2 separate regions of the Xenopus tropicalis genome follow, and region 2 is linked to region 1. Evidence: chromatin contacts called from public Hi-C data. All regions are on one chromosome and are shown on one strand. The core of a region is the stretch at or near the end of the contact, and the rest is flanking DNA. Distances in the headings are between cores, read along the strand shown.

Evidence for each region. A called contact is a pair of places that touch in the nucleus more often than the background predicts.
Region 2: a contact with region 1 is called in a Hi-C map of neurula embryo, with 1.7 times the contacts expected there. The contact joins the enhancer-like site here to the promoter of dusp6 in region 1. A contact is called at or near these places in 3 of 5 Hi-C or Micro-C datasets (brain, neurula embryo and tailbud embryo).

What each region holds. Positions count from the first base shown.
Region 1 is chr3:54,897,526-54,904,921 of UCB_Xtro_10.0, reverse strand. dusp6 (dual specificity phosphatase 6) reads left to right here and starts at 4,450. Exons shown (of 3, transcript NM_001045578.2): 1 at 4,450-5,149; 2 at 6,935-7,366. The coding sequence starts at 4,753.
Region 2 is chr3:54,984,354-54,991,036 of UCB_Xtro_10.0, reverse strand. All of the region lies in intron 10 of poc1b (POC1 centriolar protein B), which reads left to right. Among named protein-coding and RNA genes, the nearest start is that of poc1b, 31 kb to the left of the region's middle. Within about 2 kb of position 4,241, at least 2 of the 11 cell types and tissues checked have an H3K27ac peak or open chromatin away from gene starts, as enhancers often do. A contact at or near this core is called in neurula embryo, where this site is marked.

The DNA.
Region 1 (7,396 bases), core at 3,201-5,700:
AGCAGAATATTATAGCTACAGTACCATAAGCTAGGTGCTTTACTTTTCACAATAAAATGTGATCAGCTAAAGTTTTGCAAAATCAAAACATCCTGTGTGCAAGTGCACTCATGGCTAAGGTTGAACTCACCTCCCTTTGGAATTCCACTTGTCTCATTATAATTGACCTGTCTGCATGTACACGGAACTTGGATTGTAGAGCAAATGGTTTCTTTTCATTCCTTGTCAGTGACTTTGGGCATTCTTATTCAAATCAAAGCCCCAAAGGCTTTTATGCAAATTAGAAAGGAGTAGCAATGTTGGAATTGAAAGGGAAATTCATTAATAAAGTGTAAATTGGCATCCTTAACTGTTAGCAAACAATCAACAATTAACATCAGCTTTGAAAAGTTAAAGTGATCTGCCTAAAGCTGACCATTACTATCAAAATATCCAAGGAAATAATATGTTGTCAGCTGTACTGGCACACAGTTGGGATTTCATTGCCATCAAACTTTTTCACTTGTGGATGCAGCATTAATACAGCAGAGTAGCAGCCTGTCTATGAGGTATATGGCAAAGCTCACCTACCCAGGCTCCCTATAAGGCAGTGGTCCCCAACCAGTGGCTCGTGAGCAACATGTTGCTCTCCAACCCTTTGGATGTTGATCCCAGTGGCCTCAAAGCAAGTGCTTATTTTTGAATTCTTGGCTTGGGGGCAAGTTTTGGAGGCATAAAAACCAGGTGTACTGCCAAACAGAGTCTCCTATAGGCTGACAGTCCACAAAAGGGCTACCAAATAGCCAATAACAGTCCTTATTTGGCACCCCCAGGAACATGTTTCATGGTCACGTTGCTCCCCAAGTCTTTTTACACTTAAATGTGGCTCACAGGTAGAAAAGGTTGGGGATCCCTGCTATAAGGCAACTGTTGGGTTCTGGGCCAAATGACTATATTTGCCTTGTTAGTTCATGAATTGTACCTGAACTGGGCACATAACTTCCTAAGCCTCGTGACTAATTATGCAAATCTTTACAGAATGGATGCAACATGAAAAGAAGAGAAAGATTTGAGTACCATGTTTGTAAGAATTATCAAACCCAAAAAGCAGTTGTGTAGGTAGAGATAAGGGTCTGTCCAGAAAAGAACCTTCTGATACCCCAGTAGATAGAATGCAAAAATGATGGCAGTGTTTCAGGGAGTGCATCTAATCATTAACAGTGCAGTGTTCTCTCAATAAGAGGAAGAAACAGTCATTAATAAACAGCAACTGAGCCTACAGACAAGTCCAACAGAACCAGGAGGAAGGAATGGCCATTAGATTTAGGAGAATGCAGTTCATTGGCTACTTTTGTAAGGATTGTTTTTGTAGTGTCGTGAAGAAAGAAACATGACTGTAGCAGGTCTGATAGGGAGTAAAACAACACAGCACTTCACAGATAACAATGTACATAATTCTTACCAGCCCCTGTGCAAGTGAAGGTTTACTCCCCCCATTATGGGCACTACTGATGCACAGATTCAGCCTAGGTTGAGAAGGAACTTATCAACCCCAGTCTGACCAGCCAATGACTCTTCTACCAATGTTGAAGCGAGGGATGGGTAGCCCAGGAGAAACACATAATTACTGAAGGTACTGTGCATTGCAGTGAGACATGCTGACTCAAACCCAGTCCAAATATACTGTATGTGCCAATTTCAGCCCAAACCATGTTTCATACTGGGCATGTCTAATCTAATGGACACACATAAAAAGTAGAGTCAGTTTCGTCAGGTGCAAACAAAACTGCTAGTGTGTTTCTGGAGGATGGGAAGTAACTTCCACATTTGTCATATGATTGGAAGCTTCTTGGTCAGACAAGGTATAGTTCCTTATATCCCACAGGGAGGATTGGATTAGTGACCCTTATTAGCTGATTTAATCACAAAAGATGTCACCTAGAGTATTTGAGCTAAGCAGCATTTAGACATAAAATTACTCTGAAAACAATACATTATATGTACTATTTTCTAAATCCTCAATTAGTAGGAATTATGTCTCTGTAAGTGCAGAGCTGCTCTACTGATGTCACAGCCAAGACAACCAATATGGCAGCTTTAAGTCATTTGTATAAATGTTTGCTGCACAGAGTAATCTATATTCTGATCTAATGATAACAGGAAAACAATCCTCTTAAACATAAGGTATTTTAACTTCATTTGTTGTGTAACTAAGGTCACCACCATATTGTTTGATCAATGCTACACAGTCTCAAATTCAATGGAGAAAACATTGGTTTGGTGCCGAATCTTAAAATCCATTATTGTTAAAAAGTACAAATCTGTCATTCTTTCCTTGTTCCTATGTTATCTTCAGTGACTACAGTGGGAAAAAAAGCATCCAGGCAAGCTGTCAGTCTGCCAAAAAGTGCTCTGATGCTCAAGAGCCTTTTATTGTATAAATGATTAACGCTGATACAACATAAAAGGACCCTTTGATTCAACTTCACTTGCTTAAGTGGCCAGTCAGCTCTTCCTTCCATCAAGAATGAATCTGCTAACACGCAATTATGCAGGTCCTACGTCCGTCGCGTATACAATATTGCATTTCCCTGTCTAGCCAGGAGAAAAATGTCTGCATCTTACGGATGGGTACTTTCAGGTCACACACGCGTTATACCATTTTAGCAAAGAACTGTGTCAGGCCTGCAAGGCACTGCTGCATACTCATGCATCTGCCAAGCTTTTCTGATGATCAGTCCCTTCTTTTGACTGCTTAGCCACAACACAAAGAACATTACATGCTATGGCTTTGAAACCTGTGGCATACCATATGTATCTGAACTACATTTCCCAGCATCCCCTATAATTGCTATAGATGGCGCTGCAATACGTTTAGTGCTGAATACAGAATATTCATTTTATCATAGATCATAGCCCTTGTCAGGGCCGCCGCTCCCTATAAGCGGAGTACTCAGTCTGCATAGGGCACCAACTCCCAGGGGGGCACCATCCCAGCTGCTCCAAAAAAAAAAACATTTTTATATATTATAACATACCCCCCAACACTGTCCCGCCGTTTTTTATAGCGCATCCCGCTGTCCCGGATAGTTCAATCAATCTATGGGGTCATTGTCTATGGGGGCTATTGGGGGCACTTACTATGGGGGCATTGTCTATGGGGGAAATTGGGGGCACTGTGTGTGGGGCCCCTATAGTAGGTGTTTTTTTTATTATTTTATTTTTACTTCTGTAATATTTGGGGGAGGGGGTACAAAAGTAAATTTCTGCTTAGGGCACCCATTTGGCCAGCAGCAGCCCTGGCCCTTGTAAAGGTGCAATTTAAAAATACCAACAATTTCAGGGGAAAACCCTGGGTTCTTCCTCTGCTGCTGAACTACAAATCCCCTAATTCACTTAACAGTTGTGGCAAAGGGTAATACTTTAATATAGGTTTCTTTTGTTTAATGATTTTAGGAAATGCAAAATCAATAACGAAGAAAAATATCTTTTTTTCTTTGTATATGATTTCAACAGGCAACAATAATATACTTTGCCTGATATGAGAATCACAACAGGGGAAAAAGAGCATGTGAGTGCCTGAAGTGTAAAGGGCCCAGTGTGGTTCGAAACAATGTGTAATTCAATACAGCCAACTTTCCAGGTGCCCAAGAAACATTTCATTGTGGGGCCTATGAACTTATAGTCAGGACTGAGTGTGGAGCAGCAGAACATAACCCCTCTGCCATTACCCCATAAAGCATGCAGGCCATGTGAGTGCTGGGGGCCCTGGAGGTGCTGGGAGCCCAGTGGGGTACTGTATAAGTTATTTCTTGAACGTTTAGAGCGAGAAAGATTCTGTTGTTGGGCACAATTTCATCTAGTTATCCAACTGCAACTCTGCATACTTCAGCAGCAAATGATAGCCGCCGTATTTTAAACGACAAGGACTATTATTAAACTGCAACTCCCTGCGGCATGGGGCCACTAAGGGTTGGCGCGGTACGAGGTTCCCGTATTTGCGTTTCCAGGGCAAGAGTTCAATGCACACTGAGTAAATCTGTGCGAGTATGCATAAAGTACTCTGCGTAACTGCCCTTTTGAGTAAGTCCTGCCGCTTGCACTGTAATAACTCCCTTCTAGTTACTTACGAACTTTAGCATAAAGGAGTAAGGGCATTGCCTCTGATTCCACTGTCCCCCTCCTTCACCCTCCCTTATTCTGCTCCCATCCCCCACCCCCGTCTCCTTCCTTCCTCTCCCCCCTCCCCTCTGATCTGCTCTTGCTGCTTGTTTGCACCCGGCTGATCCAGAGCGGAAATTCCTTTCCGTTTTTGTGAATGACAAACTCATTAACAATTCCCCGACACAACCTGTTCCAGCCGGCCCGTCTCCAGGGCAACGGCTCTTCCGAGCTCTGTGATTGGCCGCCCTGCAGAATGTATCCATTCAGACGCTGTGTGTTTGTATCCATTCAGTAAGCGGAGTCTCGCAGGGACTGGTCGGCCTCAGAACCACAGGGACATTGATCAAATAGACGAGCTGCTCGTCCTGTTGGAGGGGGACAATCCCTTAGGAGGAGGGGCAGCAGTGAGAGGGTTGTGTGCATGCAGACAGCCCCAGCATCAGCCATTCAGCTCACTCGTTGGATTTGTGGACGGGGAAGGCGCCTCTCTGTTCCCCCATTGACAAGAGCCCGGGCTGCTGCATTCCCGCTCCGCGGCACATGCCTGTGTAGTCGGGCCCCTGGGGACAGCTCTCACTCCGCCCGGCCTCGCCCCCTGTTCTCTCCTCAATGCTAGAGAAGTTGAGACCCGCTGCGCCCCTGGATATGGCGGTCGGGAAGTCGGTGGCCTGGCTGAACGAGCAGCTGGATCTGGCCAACGAGCGTCTCCTACTCATGGACTGCAGGGCGCACGAACTGTACGAGTCGTCTCACATTGAGGCGGCCATCAACGTTGCCATCCCGGGTATCATGCTGCGGCGCCTCAAGAAGGGCAACTTGCCCATACGATCGCTCTTTGCCTGCGGGGAGGACCGGGAGAAGTTCGCCCGCAGATGTGGCACCGACACGGTTGTACTGTACGATGAGAGCAGCTGCGACTGGAATGAGAACACGGGCGGGGAGTCGGTGCTGGGGCTGCTCATGAAGCGGCTGAAGGATGAGGGCTGCAGGGCTTACTACCTGGAAGGTAACGGCCGGGACCCGCTGGCACATTGCACTCATGGCCAGAGCTGGCGACTCGGGGATACAGGGCTCACTTCATGGGTGGGGTGTTACCTTCTGTCCAAATTGTGGGCATATGTTACGTGTATCACCCAATCTTTACCCCTTGTACTTTGCTTTACTTCACCCATCTAAGGTCAGGGATGCTGGAGGCACAGGGGCCACTCTAACTCGGGCCCTGATTGTACCTTAATTCCCTATATGGGGCCCCCGCATACACTTACCCCGAAGTCGGGGGGGTACCCTTTAGGCATTAGGTCAGGGTATTGGGGCAGGGAGGGCCGGGATCTGCAGACCCCAAGGTCTGTCTTGGTATGTCCCTTACACATCTACCGACATGTACCAGATGCTTTGGGTCAAAGCAGTTGCAGGGGGACCACTTGGTACATATGGTACCTAGTAATGTCATAATGCTAGTTTTTTGCACCCCGGACTCCTTATTTGCCCCTAGGAAACTGGCCTAGAATCCTTCATATAATATGCACCCTTCTTATTTCTGCCAGTGTTCTGTGTCTAGTAAAATCTTATGGTCCTCATCAAGGTTACATAGATACTATTAAATAGCTATAGGTTTTACCTTGGTAATGATAACATGACATATAGCTATTTTTTGTGACATCTAGAATTTTAAAGGTTTCTTTTAAGGGTTTTATTGCTCATCTGTGCATAACAAAAGTTGGGTTAGACACTGTGTGTGTATCTGTGTTGTGCTGTAAGGGTGCACCCTAAAAAAATGACATTTTCATTGCTTTTCCTTTATACATCAAGGCTATTAGTGTAGTTGTTACATTGTGTGTTGGAGAGGAGGCTGACAATTCTCTGGCTAAGCCTAGCTGCAGTGCAGAAGAGTTTTTTTTTTTTTCAATCTGTGTCGTGACTGAGATCCCGCAAGTGTTCTGAACTAATAACAGCCCTGAGCAGCATGCTTCTATTCAGCAACAGTCACCAGATTTATTTGGCTACACAGATGTGCTACATAAAGACAGCAATTGTATAATAATCTATAATGCTGAAACCCGTGTTTTTCCCCACAATATCCTAGTTAATTAAGAATATATATTCTCCTCAGTTTTATTTTCTGCAACCTTTAGGGCTAATGATAATGAGTTTGAATGTAAAGGTTTGTTTTGTCTTTTTAAATGGATATTGCACTTCGTCCCATTTATGTAATCTGTAAGCCTTAACTATAGAGGATTTTAGAAGTGCATGGATGTGCTAATGGATTCTTCCACAAGAATCAAAGCTATATGTGCTCTAAAGCACTAAGAAGTCTTAAGTCAAAGAAAATGCATGGTTAGTAATGACCCACCATACTAATCCTTTCCTTGTAAAAACATACCATTTATAATGTAAAATTGCCTGCCACCTCTTCTCTCTAAGAAATCTGATAGTGTATAATGAGCTGAGTGATAATTGCTTAGGAGATTATCATGTGTTTTCTGATAACACTGTTTATCTCCCCCACAGCGTCTAATCACTCCTGTGCATTTCTTTACTAGATACTGAATGTTCTTGCTGTACTGATTAATACTTTATCCTTAGTGCAAAGTTCCCCATTCGTGAAAGTTTTATGCTTTTAACAAGTTACATTTGCAGTCTACTGCTCAAGGGCAAAGAACTTTTCCCTCCAAAGGTTTTCTCACTAAGTAGTTTTCCTGTTTGCTTATCTTTTGTTGGAACATGATTAATTTGAACTTATCAGTATTTTAATCAGTAAATTAATAATTTCATTTTTCTCTTCTACCTTCAGGTGGATTCAATAAGTTCCAGGCTGAGTATCCTATACATTGTGAAACCAATCTGGATAGTTCCTGTGGCAGTAGCTCTCCACCGGTCCTTGGTTTGGGAGGCCTCCGGATAAGTTCTGACTCTTCATCAGATATCGAATCTGACATTGACAGGGATCCAAACAGTGCTACAGATTCAGATGGTAGTCCTCTATCCAACACTCAACCATCATTTCCTGTTGAGATTCTACCCTATCTTTACCTTGGCTGTGCCAAGGATTCTACGAATTTGGATGTTTTGGAAGAGTTTGGTATTAAGTACATCCTGAATGTGACACCAAACTTGCCTAACCTTTTTGAAAATGCTGGGGAGTTTAGATACAAGCAGATTCCCATTTCGGACCATTGGAGCCAAAACCTCTCTCAATTTTTTCCAGAAGCCATCTCATTTATAGGTATGTGAGCACTCTTATCTGAAGTGTAGA
Region 2 (6,683 bases), core at 2,992-5,491, 86 kb before region 1:
CAGGATTCGACAAACTCAGAAATCGTATCCAGTCCTATGGAGAAGTAATGGGGCATACATATGTCTGAACAGAAAAATTCAGCTTTTAAACCTGTTGCATAATCACATGCTTGTGCCGAACAGTACCTCATTTATACTGTTCATTCACTCCTGCTCCACGGTGTTACAATAATCTCCCTGAGAACAAGCAGAAATAAAATGTGTACTGCTGACCCTGAGCTGTAGATTTATTTGCTGATGACTTGATATCCTTTTGCCTTAGGGAGTTAATCCAATTACAACATCCGCAGGAATGCTCTTGTGAAATAATAGCCCCAGCCAGGTGCCATAAATCTCCATGAATCGTATCCATAAGTGTTCCGCTGCCCAAATGTAGCCATCCTCAGGTACTTCCTCGGCTGACTAAACAGCATAGCTTAGGGCTTGCATTCACTATGTACAAATGACAATGTGGCACAGTTTGCAACACGGGACAAAATAACTCCTTATGAGGTTTACACAGGTGCACTAATGAACAAAAGTCACTCAAGAAGAAAGGGATGTTTCTAATGTTATGTATACATAGCCTTCTCTCGGTGCTAAAACTAACATTATTTTCTGAGACTGCTTACAAAAACATATTGGCACAACATTTTGGAGACAACATTTTTGTTCATACAAATTAGTTGGTGATACCATTTCATCCACGTAGGAGCAACAAGGTGTTTATTTTTGTTATAAAATGTGTTAACATTTAAAGACAGTGGGGCTCGTTTATCAAGACTGGGCACATTTGCCTGTGGGCAGTAGCCCATAGAAAGCAATCAGTGATTGACTTTTTACAGCCAGCTGCAGGTAGAAAAGTTATTGCAACAATTTGATGCCATGGGTTACTGCCCCACAGGCAAAATTGGCCAGTGTTGACAAATTACCCCCACTGTGTGATATTATTTAAAGTAGGATGTGTTTGGTAAAACATTTTCTAGTTAACCAAAGCCCCTATATTGCTTTATGACTGTCATTGTAGATATATTCCTAGGAGCAGAGCCACTGTCCTACAAGACAATTTCCAAATATCCAGTAACATGCGCTGCTGTTCAGAATGTCTGTGCCAATGTGAAGATTTAACCTGATGAGATTGTAATTGGATAGAAATATACAATATATTTATAACATATATGAACCTCTAATGTGAAGGAATAGAACACAATAAAAACTTGTGTACATGTTTTATGGTCTTATAGTAAAAGACCAAATTATGTGATGACTGTATCCATGTAATTCACATCCTTAGGGCCTAGTTTGCCATTTTTTGAAGCAATTCCTTTTGAATTGACATGTTATACAATATTTTATTTTCTTTACTTGACTATAGCCACATATTTATGCTGCATGGTTCTTGATATAGTATCTTGGAGAATTCAATTATTGGTGCAGGGACACATTTTGCTGCAGCAGCCAATATGTTTATTACATAGTTATCTCTTTTGTAGTAGACCTAACCTATTACTTTTGCTTCTTGGGGGGAATTTTTATGTTCTGTCACACTACTTTGACTAACTGTCTAGTTTATGAAAAGGTTGTGATCTGACACTGGATCTCATGCCAAAGGCTACAGCTGAAATCCCAGTGGACACCCTCTTTAGCTTGAGATCCGGTGTCGGAGACAGCAAACTTAACCTCTATGTCATCTGTTGCTTAAAGTGATCTGAAAAGTTGTTTGCTCAGTTGTGCCTAGTAAAAGGAAATGCAAATACAGGACAGGCTGTTCAGAGAGAATATAAAACTATGGGCAAACTCAGCATGTCTGTGCCAATGTAGTGTTTATTTTGCCAAAGATGTAAACCAATTGTGTCTTTGTTCACTCTAGCTGTCCATATGTTTTACTCATTTTTATCCTTTATTTGTATAGGGCTGACATGCTGGGCAGTGCATTACTGAGATTTGTCAGCAATTCCTGCCCCAGTCGCACTTACAGTACACACTGATGAATTTTACCAGGAGCCAGTAAACCTTCCTATGGAAATGAACACCCCCCCCCCCCCGTTTTGACATGAGCTTTTAGTTTCAGTTGAGTTATGTAGAAAAGCTGCATAGCCACTATTTGAACTGCCAGATATAAACATAAATGTATTTGTTTTTACACAAACATACCTGATTCCACAGAAACCATCAACCATTCGTTCCTTACCCCTGCCCCCCCTTAAACTCACTTGTCTTGTCAAAACCCACACTCGCCATGTTTCAGAAGTGATGAATTTTGGGATTTAAAGCCCCACTGGTTTTCAAAGAATATGTCCACCATGGGAAGCAGAGAGGCTTCATGTGATGGAATCCATCACTTCACAATCAAACAAGGTGAGGGAGGGGTTGCATTACTCTGTAAGCCAAAGGGATGTTGGGAAAAATTTGGTCAGCGTAACATGGTTTCCTTTCAATCTGTGGAATCGGTATGCTTGTGTAAAAAAAAAAAAAATCATAATTGTCTCTAGAAAGTAAAAAAACAGTTATACATTTCTACATTAACCCAATTAAATCCGCTCATATCAAAAGTTATATTTTCCCTTTATTAACAGGTTCTACATAGCATCAGTCAATCTGTATTTATTTCAATGTCACAGTGTATAGCATGGCCAGCATTTCCAGCTCTTGTAGCTGATACTGGAATTTGCAGTTTATCAACACTAGAGGGCCAGAAGGCACATGTTACACCATGGGGCATTCATGTCAAGTCCATAAAGGTGCTCAGGCCTATACTGAACTACAGGGGCTGCTGTAAGATACAATAGCCAGTCACTATTTATTGGGCTTGTGTGGGGCTGTATGGGTTTCTGTGTACTTGAAATGCCAAGGCCTACAGTATTTTGAATCACAGTCTGAACCTGAGGGTGCTTTAGGGCAATATACTACAAATGTCTATGCAACTTAATGCAAAATCTGAGTTTTTTTACTTGGACAATTTTGTGGAGAATTGATGTCTTTCCTTTGCAAAGGATGAGCAGTCCATTATGTGTATTTTGCTGTGCGTTTCGTGGACTAGCAATGCATTTGTCATTTGGTTAGATAGTGCTGAAAGCAAATATATATCAATTATTTTGCCATCTGTCAGTTTTGCTTGTTAAACATGGTGGTACCACCCAAAGAAAAGAAATGAAGCAGTTCATGAGTTGTGACGCAGTAGATCACAAAGAACTACAAGGAACTGCTTTTAATCTGGAGGGGCCCAAGAAAGAATCTTGGTTCCCCCGGGATTAAAGGGGATCATAGAGAACCTTTATGAACAGCATGAGTACCCCTTCTAGGCCCTGACCCTTAGGTTAAGAATTTCAACCCTAACTGGGTCAGCATGTGTCCATGTAATCCTGAGAGAGTCAGTCATGCTTCTTATTTTACATCTGTGCTGCAGCGTGATTATATAGATACCATGCATGCAATAAGAAATGGTTTTTAAACATGTATGTTTATATAAAAACCCTCTTTTCAAAAAATATCTAGCAATGTTTTATTGATCAGTTATGGACTGAATAAGTTGGGTAACATAATATTGCCTGGTAAGGCACGTTAATTCTGCCTTTATTTTTCATGGGAATAATGAGACCACTGTAAGGGACGATCAATATAAACATTTAATTTGTGGCTCCTGCTCATATGAATACTGTACTTGCAAAATATGCAGATAATTAATTGTAACTCCAGACTGAGCTAAGTTATTTGAGTTTATGTGTTTGGGGTTTTTGTTTGAAGGATTCTATCAGGAGCCACTGTACAATTAGCCGGCCTGGGTTTGTATAGTGACATGTTGTGTATGGGTGTATACAGAAGGTGCAGGGCCTCCCCTACATTATTATCCCATTGATGTTATGTTCTTATTGAAGGGCTGGTAGCAGGGCAACAAAGCATAGATGTCAGCAAAAGGCTTAAGCAATGTTTGTCAAGTTGATTTATTCTTCTTGCTGCTTGCGGATTAAATGAGCAATTTCCTGGCAGTTGGAAGTTTAGACGTTCCAGGTGTTATTTCTGTCTCTGCGCTTCCTGAGATCACTGTACTTGTAAAGCGTGACCCCGTCTTTACAGGCAGCAGCATTTTATTTCCCTCCCTGGGCTTGGGAACTTGAGCCCCAGCCATCATTCTCACAGCTGATACTGAGGCATGCAAAAAATGCCCGACAGCTATCATCCCACACATCCAGCAACAACTGGTTCCTTCCTCTCTTCCTGTGGAAGAGTAACATCCTCTTAGAAGAAATATGCCCTGAGGAATGAAATCCTAACAGGAGGGCTTTCACACAGGAAATTATTCATGCGCCCCTTGCAGAAAAGTGCTTGTCTAGTATAGACTGTCGTCTAATAATGAGCTTCCTGCTGACCCTCGACATGTCACAGACCTATCTGGGGCCATTAGGCTTTCATGAAAATACCATAAATTGTCTGCAGTGCTTTTGTAAATATGTAACTACCTTGTTATGTGTCTTTATTAGCCATCAGTGTTAACAAAGGCAGCCGAAGGATACCAAAGGCACCATTTTATTAGCTTAGTGTGGCTTAACAACTCAACATCTCAGGCTGAAATGGCTTAGTTTAGGGGCAATATGATTAGCCCATCTTTATAGATGCAAATCACTTATTACTCCTAAAATAAATATATACTTATTCAGCTGGATAGTTCTTATACTTGATACTCCTGATTTTGCATGGTAATGTGAAGAACATATAATTCTTTTGCTACTTGCCCACTGATGTCAACTTTCTTGTGTGTATTAAAAGTAAAATAGCCACTAGCAGAGTCAGAAGGGGCTTTATATAGCGACTCTGCACAATAAAGATACTAGGGGTTTTGCTAAAATACACCTTATATATTCCATGTGTGTCCTTGCTGGCAGAGAACATAGAACTATTTGACGTTCATGAAAGATAATTCTGTTGCTAAGGGCCCTCCTGACACCCAGCAGGCAAATACTTGGCCAAAAAATGGACAGTTTTGATTAAACTGGCTAATTGATCTAGTCCTCTGACTAGTCTTCATAGTCTCCATTCCCATGTGATATTTTATAATTCCATGAATGATACATGGCTTAGGGGCATAGGAACTGGGCATGTACTGGCCTTTCTGATTAAAAGTTATTGAAAAACTAAGCAAATATTAACTTGTTCCCACCCATAAATGGCCATTTTCAGTATTTACGAGAGTTAAATGTTAGAAATAATGATGTGTATCTGGCATCTTCTATGATACTTTATTGGGGATTTACAAATATCTGATTCACCGATAAAAATGTTGCAGCATTCCGATTCCGTGTAGAAAGTGTTTATTGTGCCAACAAACCAGACCATCCTGCACAATAAACACTTTCTACACGGAATGCTGCAGCATGTTTATCAGTGAGTTATAGTTTAACCTCAGCAGTGGGATCGGCAGCTTGCGCCCCATGCTACAACGAGCGCACGGTATAGTGTAGCAATATCCATTTTTTGTATTTACAAATATCTGATTGTGACTATAAAACTTTGGGTTGTGCTGTTTATCTGCTCTAAAACACCATGGCATAACTGAAGAGTTCTTTCCCATTCTTTATTTTGATGTTGAATGTAAATATGTTTTTTTTTTGTTTTGTTTTGTTTTTTTTTTTTAATATACTCTTACTTCTGTCTAGTAAAGTTAATTAGTTGAGCCTCCAAAAAAAAAAAACATTCACACCACCCCCAAGCACTTGCGGACAGGCAGGCAGTGGTACAACCATACAACAGACCCCACTAAGGGGCCCCTCTTCTTTGAGTCCCTTGTGGTCACTGGGTCTGTTGTATGTTAGTTACACCCCTGCTTCTGTCAATATAATACAAAAATATTGGTATCTGTTGTGCCCATTTACCTATGGGATGGAAAAGGTAGGATCCACACTTACATTTAACCTTTTTTTTTTTGGGGGGGGGGGTGACCATGTGCCTCTGTTTTCTCATATTTTGGCAATAATATAATATAGTACACATTTTATTAAACTAAACATTGATTTTTTTAGTATGTACATATATTTCTAATTGCGTAATATATACATGATCACAGGTGAAAACTAACACTTCTGTTCCTGATGGTGATTGCTAAATATAATGTTCATCTGGTCTTGTTCCTATATTAGAGTTATCATATCACATCTTTAGTTTTGTCCATATTATGAAAAAGGTGGAAATGTATCTCCTGCATGAGAATGTGCGGTGATGCCAAGAAGTCTGTACATCTTGTTTGATGCAATGTAACATCTTGGTGAAACTTTCCGGTTTTCAGCTATTTCCTACTTGGCTTGAGATTTCCCCTAGCTCCTACCTTGTTAAAGCTTTTTATAGCAGTTCCTGTGCTGTGCCACTTAATTTTTTTCATTTACTATTATTATTTAGTATATTTTAACTTTTCTCCTGAAAGCTGCTTCTAAGAGCAGTAATAAAGGGAAAAACAGCCTACAGACACTTTTTTTTTTGCACATGTTTAAATGGTGCATAATTGCAGTTTCAAGAGTCACATGAAATGGTAACATTTTGCTGTATTGTCGAACCTTTGCACATAAGATTAATCTTTAAAATATCCTGTATTTAATATAATTGTGATTTTTAGGATATGGCTGAATGATGTTTACAGGACCTTATGTGCAGAGATTATTTGAATTTATTAGAGCTGTGACCCCCCCTAAGCTTAGGAGTCTTAGTAGTGTCCAATT